Linked DNA regions of Mus musculus: all the other regions are linked to region 2. The links are chromatin contacts, called in public Hi-C maps. All regions are on one chromosome and are shown on one strand. The core of a region is the stretch at or near the end of the contact, and the rest is flanking DNA. Distances in the headings are between cores, read along the strand shown.

Region 1 (3,954 bases), core at 120-2,619, 390 kb before region 2:
TGCATGACCAAACTCAAGACAGGAGTTAGCATTTTTTTTTATATTTTCCGTAAAATTTTATAAAAGATTGAATTTTAATTAGAGCAAGCTAATCTCTTCTGAGAGTAAATCTTGGGCAGGCAAAATGTCTCAGTGTGTACTTGAAACCAAACCTGACAACCTGAGTTTGTTGACTGGGATCCACGTGGTGGAAGGGGAGAACCAACTCCCCCAGATTGTCTCGTGACCTCCATATGCATTGTAACATGACCACATACACACTAAATGAGTGAAAACCTTTTAAGTTGAACTTTGCAGAGGTGTATGCATTCCTTGAGAATAATGGTGAGCAGAACACGAGGAAGGCTGCTTGTACGAGCTTACCTGTAATCCCCGCACTTGGGGACCTTGCAGGAGGGTCTTGAATTTGAAGCCAGCCCAGGCAAAAATGGAAAAAGAGTAAAAGAACATGATGTCTTAGAGCATCAGTTTATATGGAGCCAATTACAGTGAACTGAACAGCCCTACCACCCACTTGGGGCTTGCAGTGCAGCTCCATGGCAGAGAAGTTGCCTGGCACGCAGGACCTGCGAGTTCTGGTACCAGCAGCCCAAGAAAGAAAAAGCAAAGCTTGGCCTCTTAACTTTGTGATGGTGCTTAGCCAGGGAGACAGGTCACACCATGCTCTCTCCCATTTCCTTCTAAATTTGAGACATCACCAAGGTGCTCCAAGTCCCTTAGCCTATGTTGTGGGGAGTGAAAGCGAGTGTATTGTTGACATGGGTGTGGCCAGGTCAGTGATCTTACTGTCTCAGCCCCATAGAAGTTCCAAAGCCTGCCCCGGAGATTGCTCCTACGGAGATTAGACTAACCTGCCTCCTTGTTCAGCTGTAAACTGAACTGATACATAAACACACTAAGCTCCCTGGGTGCTGCGGCTTCTCCCCCAGTGATCCCAGTCCACCTGATCCCAGCTTTCCTATGTTTGCCTTCTCCTCCCTTGCCATCCCTGTTATGTTTCTAGGACCTTTGCCTGGAGCAAAGCACTGTGTCTGGATGAATGCTTAAGATTTTTCACATGAGTGAGTGGTCCCACCCAGAAGATGCCTTGTGCTGTTTGTCTAGTCTGCGTTTTATGGGTAGCACAAAGTAGCTACTCTGCACTCCAGCCTGCAAACACGCTGTACTCCACACAGTGTCCTCCTGATGCCCTCTCTCCCAGAGCTGTCAAGGAATCATGCTTTAGAGTCTTTCATAAAAAGAAAAATGTCCCACTCACTTACCCCACAAGTCAGCACGTTTGTAAGCCCGTGGATAGATTGATAGAGCATCAGAGGTGTGGGAGTGAGTAATGTTAGCCCGTGTTCTGTTCTTAATTACATCCAGAGAAGACATGACTATCTCTTGATGCCTCGTGTGTTGAGTACTTGGGTGGGGGGTGATAACGGTCTGGTAAGGTCGTGAGAATCATCTGACTTTGCGCTCTTAATGACTACAATTAAGCATAATGAATAATTTCGATATTTTAAATCACTTCCAGATGCTTGAAAACAGACTCTCCTTTTAAGTAGAACTTGTCTTGCACTTAAGGCTCATGTTGCCAGCCCTATCCATGTATCTGCTAGTGGATACAGATGACGTGGTGTTGCTTCTTCTATAACAGGCAGTGGTGGATGGACTCTTAGAGACCAGCATCACAGAGCAGGAATGTGCTCTTTGGAAGCATTTGACCAGGTAGGAGTTTTGGTCTTGTTACTAGATCAATCAATCATTCTGCCATTTGCATTTCAGTATCTAAGCCAAGTCTACATATGGATCTGCTGGAAATAACAGCCTTCTGGAGACATATGGTCCATCTGGTACCTTGCCAGCAGTTGATTACCATCATCACTATCATCATCATCGTAGGTGAGAAAGAGGAGGCCATTTATGACCTGCCCCAATCATGACCTCATGTCCCCCAAATCACAGTTGATTCTTGAGGGGAAAAATGGTTAACAGACCAAAGTACTCTGCTTAAGTGAGAGCATCCAATCAGAATGTAGAGCATTTGAGTTCTCCAGCTTAGGTGAGCAAAACAGTGAAAGATGCTCTCTCCTCTGAATCCCAGGCTACTTGGACCCTGAACTGCAGACTGCTTGCATAAATATTGCCATACTCCATCACTTCCATTCTGCACACTTGAGAATTGCAAATCTTTCAGTTGCATCTTAGCAGTGATACATGAACATGGCCGATACTTGACAGGTAGCTCATTTCTTGGTGATACATAAGACGACAGAGTTGGGCTCAGGGGGTATAAAGCCCAGAATGCTGCCCTTCCTCGCCTTCTCTGCAGCAGTCTGGTTTGCTCAGTCCTCCTCCTTCTTGTCAGTTAGCATGGTGAGATGGCATGGCTTCTGAAACACTGGCACACAGAACCCACTGCTTTTGGAAGACAAAAACCAGGTGAAGTGAGAGGCAATAAAAAAATACTGTCTGGGAGCGCCAGCCTGGAGCAAGTGATTTGAAGCCTAGCCCTGCGGTTTGGTGGACTGTGGGAAGTTTGCACAACTTCAGCTTCAGTTTGCTCACTGATGGAATGAAAGTAGCACAACACCTCCTCCCCTCGTCTTTGTGAAGATTTGATGAGTTTGTGTATGTGAAGCGCTTAGAACTGGATCTAGCCCAGTTGGGTGGTTCATAGCCAGGCTTCCTACACAAAGGATCACTGGAATTTGGAAATTATTCTAAAGGCCCCGTGACAACTCTGAAACTTGTGACTTGAAAGTGAAATGAACTCTCTAGCCTTTGGAGGCAGAACATTTCTGCCTCCCCTTTCCTGCACACAGGAGTCACTGGAGCTAGGTATTCACTGCTTCAGCTATTGTCTGGGGTAAGAATATCTGCACTTCCCTCCAGTCCCTTCTGCCTGTGGGTTAGGAAGCCTGGAGGAACTCTGAACCCAAATAAAAATCCTTTTGAAATGCAAATGATCTTGATAGAAATAGCACCTTGAGCTGTTGCTTGTCACAACACCTTCTTGTGAAGTCTATCAACCCTATTATGTAGATGTCATAGTGCAAGACTTGTTAGAAAGGGAGGCTGTTTGCAGGGGGGGAAAATGGGGGTAAGATGAGGTCACCTAGGTGAAGGTACAGAAGAGAAGTGGGGCCTTCCAGTCTCTTGTCTTAGCCTCCAGAGGTCAAGTTTGAATCAGTCAAGAGACAAGGCAGGGATAACCCTTGGTCTTGGTTTTGTAGCAGAAATGCCATGGGTTTTTATTTTGGAGAGGGCTACCATAGGGGTCTACCTACTGGCCAGCAGGTGATCTTGATCCTATAAAGCAAAAACCACCTGCTTGAAGCCATCTGCTTACTTAAGTCCTCAGAAGATCTGATAGTGCAGTGTTGCCCTGATTCTGACCAAGAATGCGGGCAAGGGTTCATCCCCAGAGCACTCCACTCATCCCTGTGAAGGTAGAAGTTATGCCTGAAAGCCCTCAGGATGCTGTGTCAGGCTCGTAGAGGCTGTGTGTGTGTGCAAAGGTGCCTTGCAAAACATTAGGTAGTCACGTGTTGCTAGGCTTATTTTAGACCCATATTACAAGGTTGTAGGTTAGAGATTTAAAGGAAAGATGGAAAAAAAAAAACAGACAGAAACAAAATCTCTACTGTCTGGCAGAAGGATCCAGATTGGCCCCATTCAAGAGCTTGCTCGAGCAATGTCTGCCTGAATATTTGTCATCGGTCTTCCTAAGGGAGTCGTAGCTATTTGAAAAGTGGGTGATATAACCGGGCTGCCTTGTCTAGCCTCAGTAGAAAACATACCTACCCCTACTGCAAATTGATAGGCCAAGTGGTTTGATATCCATGGGAGGCCTCCATTTTTCTATGAAGAAAAGGAGGGCAGGAGGATGTGGGCGCGTGGTGGGAGGAGATAATGGAAGGAGAGGAAGGAGAGAAGCTGGGATCAGAATGTAAAGTATATAATTAT
Region 2 (3,683 bases), core at 903-3,402:
CAAAGTGTCCACACTTTGGTCTTCGTTCTTCTTGAGTTTCATGCGTTTAGCAAATTGTATCTTATATCTTGGGTATCCTAAGTTTCTGGGCTAATATCCACTTATCAGTGAGTACATATTGTGTGAGTTCCTTTGTGATTGGGTTACCTCACTCAGGATGATACCCTCCAGGTCCATCCATTTGCCTAGGAATTTCATAAATGCATTCTTTTTAATAGCTGAGTAGTACTCCATTGTGTAAATATACCACATTTTCTGTATCCATTCCTCTGTTGAGGGGCAACTGGGTTCTTTCCAGCTTCTGGCTATTATAAATAAGGCTGCTATGAACATAGTGGAGCATGTGTCCTTCTTACCGGTTGGGACATCTTCTGGATATATGCCCAGGAGAGGTATTGCGGGATCCTCCGGTAGTACTATGTCCAATTTTCTGAGGAACTGCCAGACTGATTTCCAGAGTGGTTGTACAAGCTTGCAATCCCACCAACAATGGAGGAGTGTTCCTCTTTCTCCACATCCACTCCAGCATCTGCTGTCACCTGAATTTTTGATCTTAGCCATTCTGACTGGAGTGAAGTGGAATCTCAGGGTTGTTTTGATTTGCATTTCTCTGATGATTAAGGATGTTGAACATTTTTTCAGGTGCTTCTCTGCCATTCGGTATTCCTCAGGTGAGAATTCTTTGTTCAGCTCTGAGCCCCATTTTTTAATGGGGTTATTTGATTTTCTGGAGTCCACCTTCTTGAGTTCTTTATATATATTGGATATTAATCCCCTATCTGATTTGGGATAGGTAAAGATCCTTTCCCAATCTGTTGGTGGCCTTTTTGTCTTATTGACGGTGTCTTTTGCTATGCAGAAGCTTTGCAATTTTATGAGGTCCCATTTATCGATTCTCGATCTTATAGCACAAGCCACTGCTGTTCTAATTCAGGAATTTTTCCCCTGTAGCCATATCTTCGAGGCTTTTCCCTACTTTCTCCTCTATAAGTTTCAGTGTCTCTGGTTTTATTTGGAGTTCCTTAATCCACTTAGATTTGACCTTAGTACAAGGAGATAGAAATGGATCAATTCGCATTCTTCTACATGATAACCACCAGTTGTTCCAGCACCATTTGTTGAAAATGCTGTCTTTTTTCCACTGGATGGTTTTAGCTCCCTTGTCAAAGATCAAGTGACCATAGGTGTGCGGGTTCATCTCTGGGTCTTCAATTCTGATCCATTGGTCTACTTGTCTGTCACTATACCAGTACCATGCAGTTTTTATCACAATTGCTCTGTAGTACAGCTTTAGTTCAGGCATGGTGATTTCACCAGAGGTTCTTTTATCCTTGAGAAGAGTTTTTGCTATCCTAGGTTTTTTTTGTTATTCCAGATGAATCTGCCAATTGCCCTTTCTAATTCGTTGTCTATTTTTTTAAAAGTATATTTGGAGCTTTAGAGACTGAAATTCTAAAATCAGGCGGGACCCTTGATTTGATCTTTTGCAAAGGTTTCATGCCCACAATGTCATGGTGAGAGGAGTGGCCAGGAGACCCTATACCTGCTGGGACAGTGAGCCAGAGAGTGGAAGGGGTCAAAGGGTCAGCCACTCTGACTTTTTGACAAAGACTAGCTCTTGTAGGAACTAACTAGGACCTCATAACAACAGTTAACCCTCTCTGAGATCAGTGCCCACAGTGAACAAGACCGTATCATAATCAGTACTAAGCCCCATTCAATGATTTTCATCCCCTCCCAATAGCACCATGCCATGCTGGGGAACACGTTTCTAGATATATGGTTCCTTGCAGTAAGGGAAACACTAAAACCAGTTCTAAATTATAGCTCTCTCAATCTCTCTTTCCCTCCTCACCACATGCCCCCTCTGTGCCTGTGCGTCTCTCTCTTCCCCCCACCTCCCTCTTTCTCTCTCTCTCTTTGTGTGTGTGTTTGTGTGTGTGTGTTTGTGTGTGTGTGTGTGTGTGCATAAAAGGCACAAAACATTCAGTATTTACTTCTGTGGGCTGAGAGGCTCAATGGAGCTTTAGCTTTTAAATGTCAGTGAGAACCAAAGCAGAGACTCCACTTGTATAGCCTCTAAGTGTGGTTAGCTTCACATTACTTTTATCTGATGAAAAGAAGCTAACAAAAAGCATGCCAACAACAAAGTCAAAGAGGAGGAAGGAGAAGCCAGCCAGCATCCTCTTGGGTGGTAGCTGGAGCTAGGGACAGGAGCACTAGAGTAAGACAGGAAATTTTGCCAAATACCGATTCTGTGATAACAGGATTGAAAAATAACCAGTTTCCACCCCATAAAACAAAGACAAAAGCCATCTGTAGACATCTCATAGAAGTAAATCAAGCCGAATTGAGGTTGTAAGGACTCTACCAGAATTGGTCTATGGTATCTACCCTTTCTGGCTGAAGAATGTGTCCCTTCCTGGTGAACTCTGAAATATGTGTAGTGGTAATGTATTTAGGAGGGAGATTTTTAGATAATTGTTATTTTAATTTTGCTCTTGGGTAGATCCTGCTTTAGAATTTTGTTTTTTTTTTAGCATGAGCAAATTCTCATAAACAAAAGAAAGGGTTGTGTTAGCCGACTGAATTAAGGTGAAAAAAAGCATGCAAGAGGAGAGACCAGAAGACAGTGTGCGTGAGTCCCCTTATAGTTTTTCTGGGACAGAGTGAGGGGTCCTCAGTTCCCACTTTCAGAAAGTTTGCCAAGCTTTCTGAAATGGCCACGGACAAGAACACATAAAGGCATGGCTTGACTTTGTAAATGATAAAGCTGTACCCATGCACAGTGCTTGTGAAAAATGTTTAGAAGGGTGAGTGCTCACCAGGAGCAATGCCATCAGCATGAAGGTGGGTTGAGAACGGAGGATGAAAGCTGTTGCATAGATGACAACAGTGGTTGACTTCAATACTTTCAACAAACTAGGGGAAACATAAGGAATTCACAAACCTGGCCTTGCCGTCTCTAGATTCTGTACCCATCTTCACACAGGCTTTGGGTGTGGCTGAAGGAAGAACTTCCAGACCTGCAGTGCAGCTGACCATCTACTGAGGTGTGGAGCCCTTTAAACAAAATGAAAAACATGACCTTTAAAAAACAAACAAACAAAAAACCCAAACTCCCTTGTATGTGTGTGTGTATACACACACATATACATATACATATACATATACATATACATATACATATACATATACATATACATATACATATACATATACATATACATCATATACATCATATACATCATATACATCATATACATCATATACATCATATACATCATATACATCATATACATCATATACATCATATACATCATATACATCATATACATCATATACATCATATACATCATATACATCATCAATCATATACATCATATACATCATCAATCATATACATCATATACATATACATATACATATATATATGTACACATATATACATATGCATATTTATAATATTAGCTAATCTACTGCTTTTGAAACTAGTCTGTCAGGCAAATCACTCCATCCATCTCATTTGATTTTGTCTTCTTGCACCTAGACACAGAGCAAAATCCAAACATACAGAGGCTGATAGCTTTCCTATCATACATATGCACACACACATATATATGCATACACACACACACAAGTGGAGGTCAACAGATGACTTCTCCTTCTACCACGTGGGTCCC
Region 3 (4,054 bases), core at 193-2,692, 380 kb before region 2:
GGGACTTGGTACAGGGGGAAAAAATCCTCAGGGTCTTTCCCACATGGGTCAGCTCTGATGGTTTGAATTGCAATGGCTCTCATAGGCTCATATGTTTAATCCTTTGGCCACCTGTTTGGTGGAGCTGTTTGGGAAGGATTAGGAGGAAAGTCACTAGGGGGTGAGCTCCGAGGGATCAAAGGACTTCCACCAACCCTACTGTGCCTCTCTCTGGTGCCTACTTGCCCATCAAGATGCAACCTCTCAGATGTTCCTGCTGCCACACCTCGGCTCTGGCATGACTCTAACCCTCTGAAAAAATAAGCCCAGCTATATACTTTATTTTCTAAGTTGTCTTGGTCATGATGTTTTATCTCATGTATCAGCCAGCTTAACTTATTATACTTACTCCTTATTAGCAGAGAGGTTTTCTTTAAGACTTAATATTTTAAGAGTGTGTGTGTACACACGCACAGATACCCACAGAAGCCAGAAGTGTCAGATACCCTGGGTGGTGCTGTGGATACCGTGTGGGTGCTGGCAACTGGACTGAGGTCTTCTGCAAGAGCAGTGTATACTTTTAACTACAGAGTCATCTCTTCAGTTCAGACATTTGGTGATGACCACTTGGTATGAGCCTTTAAAGAGGTCCATGAGAGGAAGGAAAGTCTTTCTACTGTAACTGGAGAGGAAAAGGCGATCTTAGCCCAAGTGGCCATCCCATCCACCTCGGGTGTAGTCATTAAAGCCTCTGAAAACAAGCCAACTTCTTGCACTGCTGCCAACCCCCCCAGTGAACCCATTCCTGCGCTGTTTGGATTGTTCTTTAGCTTTGCTAAGTAAACCTCTGCTTAAACTGTCGCTATCTCTCTGCTGAATTCTTTCCTCTGGGAAAACACAAACCAAGAACCTTTTACCTGGCAGCAGTATGAAAAGAGAAGGACAGAGTAGGATTCAGAAAATTCCATGCTAAAAATGGCCAGAAACTCAGCTAACAGTAGGTAGGACCCTACTTCATCATCAAATGATAAAGGGCATTGCTTTCTGCCATCACTGACTACTTGAAATGCGCATTCCTTTTAGGGTAGCAACACTGCATGAGCTTGTTGTGGCTGACTGGCTAGGAATTGTAAGGTCAGGATGACCTGGGAAGCCTTGAATTTTGTTTATGGTTACAGCTTGCAATTTAGGGAGTTAAGAAGAGCTTTTAGCTTGTTGACTGCCCAGTGACAATGAACAGTTATTCTTGGTTTAGTCCAGTAACGGTCTCTAAAAAAAGGTTATCATTAGCAAGTTACTTGGAGGAACAAATTGCTGGGGTAGGATGTTGTTTATCTTAAACTACTTTGAGCCTTACTCAAGAGTCCTAACTAAATATACCAGTTTTCTATGTAGTAGTGTGCTAGTAACTGTTTACCAATCCATTCTCTTTGGGAAGGGAAAGAACAATACCTCGTGTCATGCTTTCCTATTTTATAGTCTCTGCATTCCGTCTGTGAGAACACAGCTATTGTCACGAAGCCGACATGCTTTCAGATACCCTTGCCATCCACTTTCATAAGCCAGATTTAAGACACTACTTTTTTCTTGGATTTGTCAAGTTTCAGTTTGTTTGTTTTGTTTTGTTTTGTTTATCAAGACCAAGCCAAAAACCATCAACTAGGGAACCTTCCTCTCCCAGCAACTTGTCATGGTACTTCAACCAACACTATTTTGGCAAGTCCAGCAAGCTCCACATTTAGCTGTTTATACTGCTAGCCAACTTACTCCTATTTGGTCCAACATAAAAGGATGTCCACGTGAGCAGGGGGTGAGAGACTTTGGAGAACTGAGTCCTAATTGGGATTTCTTCATCAAATCCTCTTCCCTCAAGGTTCAGATATCTGGGTGGCAGAAGAGGAGGAAAGATTGCAAGAGCGTGAGGTGATGGATGCTTGTCTACACATCTTTGATGCTTACTCATCCAACAAACAGCATCTTCCAGACACAACAAGGCTGATATACATATGAACTCACAGACACAGTGACAGCACACATAAAAATTGCACAAGTTTAAACCAGACAAAATCCCAGCACTAAGAAATGGAAATGAACATGAACTCCCACCACAAACAAGAACTAGTCAGAGTTGATAGCTAAGAAAGGAAAAATCAGTTTTCTCCAATGGAGTGCCCACTGGGCATACCAACTACGTTCCAGGGCAGGCTCCATGCCCAGACGTTGACCAATGTAAAAGGAATTCCTTTTTGTTTGTGTGCTTTTGGTGGTTTTTTTTTTTTTTTTTTTTTGCCTTTAATGGTTTTTGTCATTTGTTTTGACTTTTGGTTTTTGTTTGTTTCACTAGTGTAAGAAAGAACATGAAGGCAGGCACAAAGGCAGGTGGGATCTGGGAGGAGCTGGGGGAGGGGAAAATATGATCAGGATAAATTGTGTGGGAAAAGATGAATAAAAAATAAAAGGATGTCCAGTATCCTGCATCATTCTGTCAGTCCATTCATCTTGTTGGTCTTTTCCATGGCTGGTTTTTTTTTTTTTTTTTTTGAATCCCTGCCATCTCCTAAAGATCACTTTCCATTCTGAATGGCCAACCACTCGCCAAGCACTCCAGCCTAGAGTTTTGATTACACAGCAATTGTCTCACTATTTTTTAAATCTAGTAATGTTTTTCCTCTGTAAACTTCGTTGTGCCTACAGCCAGTCTTCGTTAGCATCTCCTTCCTCCCTTCCCCCATTCCCTCTTTTTAAGATGGAGTCTCATTTATGCAACTCCAGACTAGCCTCAAACTGGGATGCTCCTGCCTCAGTGTTTCAGATGCTAGTACACCATGTATGTATTACTGCATCCATGAGTCTGTTAATTGTCATCAAATATTCTGCACATACATAATGGGAAAAAAACAGAAACAATTGGTGTTGCAAATTCCATATAACCTTACCATTTTCATCTGTATAATCTTGCCAAAATCTGATTTTTCCCCCCAACAGATTTTCAATTTCAAATGCTTCTAGAAGCCTGCTCTACTTAGAGAAACTGGGGTTCTTTTCTAATCTTCCTTCAATCTTTATATCGATTCCACTATAAATAATATTTTCTGGAGCCCTTTGATAAAAGCATACTGGTGCAGAGATCATATATTTCCTTCTCCCTGTCCTTTGCCAAATGTCCTTCCCTATCACCGTTTAGTCTGTGGATTTCCAACCAGGATCGCATCCTCTTACCATTTCCTATTCAACTCTCCAGTAGGTCACATTTTCCACAGGATACTTAGCCCTACAGGAACTCTGGGATGTACAGACCTTAACTACTAATTGCTGACCCATTAAAAATTATTTTATCCAGTGTTTATTCTCTCTTTCAATGCCCTCCCCCTTGAAGAGGCTCTTACTGTGTAAGCCCTGGTTGGTCTGGATCTTGGCATATAGACCAGGTTGGCCATGAACTCACAGATCCATCTGCCTCTGCCTTCTGCCTGTAGTGCTGGGATTAAAGGCATGTTGCATCATGCCCAGTCCATGCTGCTTCTTTCTCTGCTTTTCCTCATTGGTGTGAGGACCTCTCAGGTTTGAAAGGCTGTACTGCCATGTGAGTTCCTCTCCATCTCTGGTGACATGCCTTGTCCTTGACTGAGAGGAGTCTAAAACTTTTGTCATACCCCTGATACCCCAAATCCTGTTCTTGGGCATCATCTATCTATACCGTTAGCTCTTCACCTCCCAAATCTTGTTCCAGCTGTCCTTCAGGACAGAATAAAACCAAGCCTCCGGACTGTCAAGCCAGGAAGCTGCATAGTTCCGTCACTCAAAAGGGGGTTGTTCTTAGATTCTGCTCTCCCCTTTGTTACCTGCTGACTCTGTGACCTTAGGCAAGCCGCTTTAACCCCTTCCCTTTTCCACTAGATAAAGCCAGGGGAAGCATGATGGTTCTCCCTCAGACTTTTCAAAATGGAGTAAGAGTGTTTCCGAAGGCGTTTGTGAGGGAAGCACTGTACACCAGTGAGACTGTTGGTGACATTCCAAAACCTTCTTGTAAAATGTGGGGATGTGACATTGGTCCATAGTTGTGGAGCTTAACCGA

The links. Hi-C and Micro-C count contacts between places; a contact is called where the count stands out from the background.
Region 1: a Hi-C map of uterus shows a contact between it and region 2, with 5 times the contacts expected there. A contact is called at or near these places in 3 of 484 Hi-C or Micro-C datasets (all in uterus).
Region 3: a contact with region 2 is called in a Hi-C map of uterus, with 2.8 times the contacts expected there. A contact is called at or near these places in 3 of 484 Hi-C or Micro-C datasets (all in uterus) and 1 of 130 datasets of targeted methods (embryonic midbrain).

What each region holds. Positions count from the first base shown.
Region 1 is chr19:27,384,551-27,388,504 of GRCm38.p6, reverse strand. No RefSeq gene overlaps it. Among named protein-coding and RNA genes, the nearest start is that of Gm35554, 42 kb to the right of the region's middle.
Region 2 is chr19:26,993,405-26,997,087 of GRCm38.p6, reverse strand. No RefSeq gene overlaps it. Among named protein-coding and RNA genes, the nearest start is that of Gm815, 110 kb to the right of the region's middle.
Region 3 is chr19:27,368,054-27,372,107 of GRCm38.p6, reverse strand. No RefSeq gene overlaps it. Among named protein-coding and RNA genes, the nearest start is that of Gm35554, 25 kb to the right of the region's middle.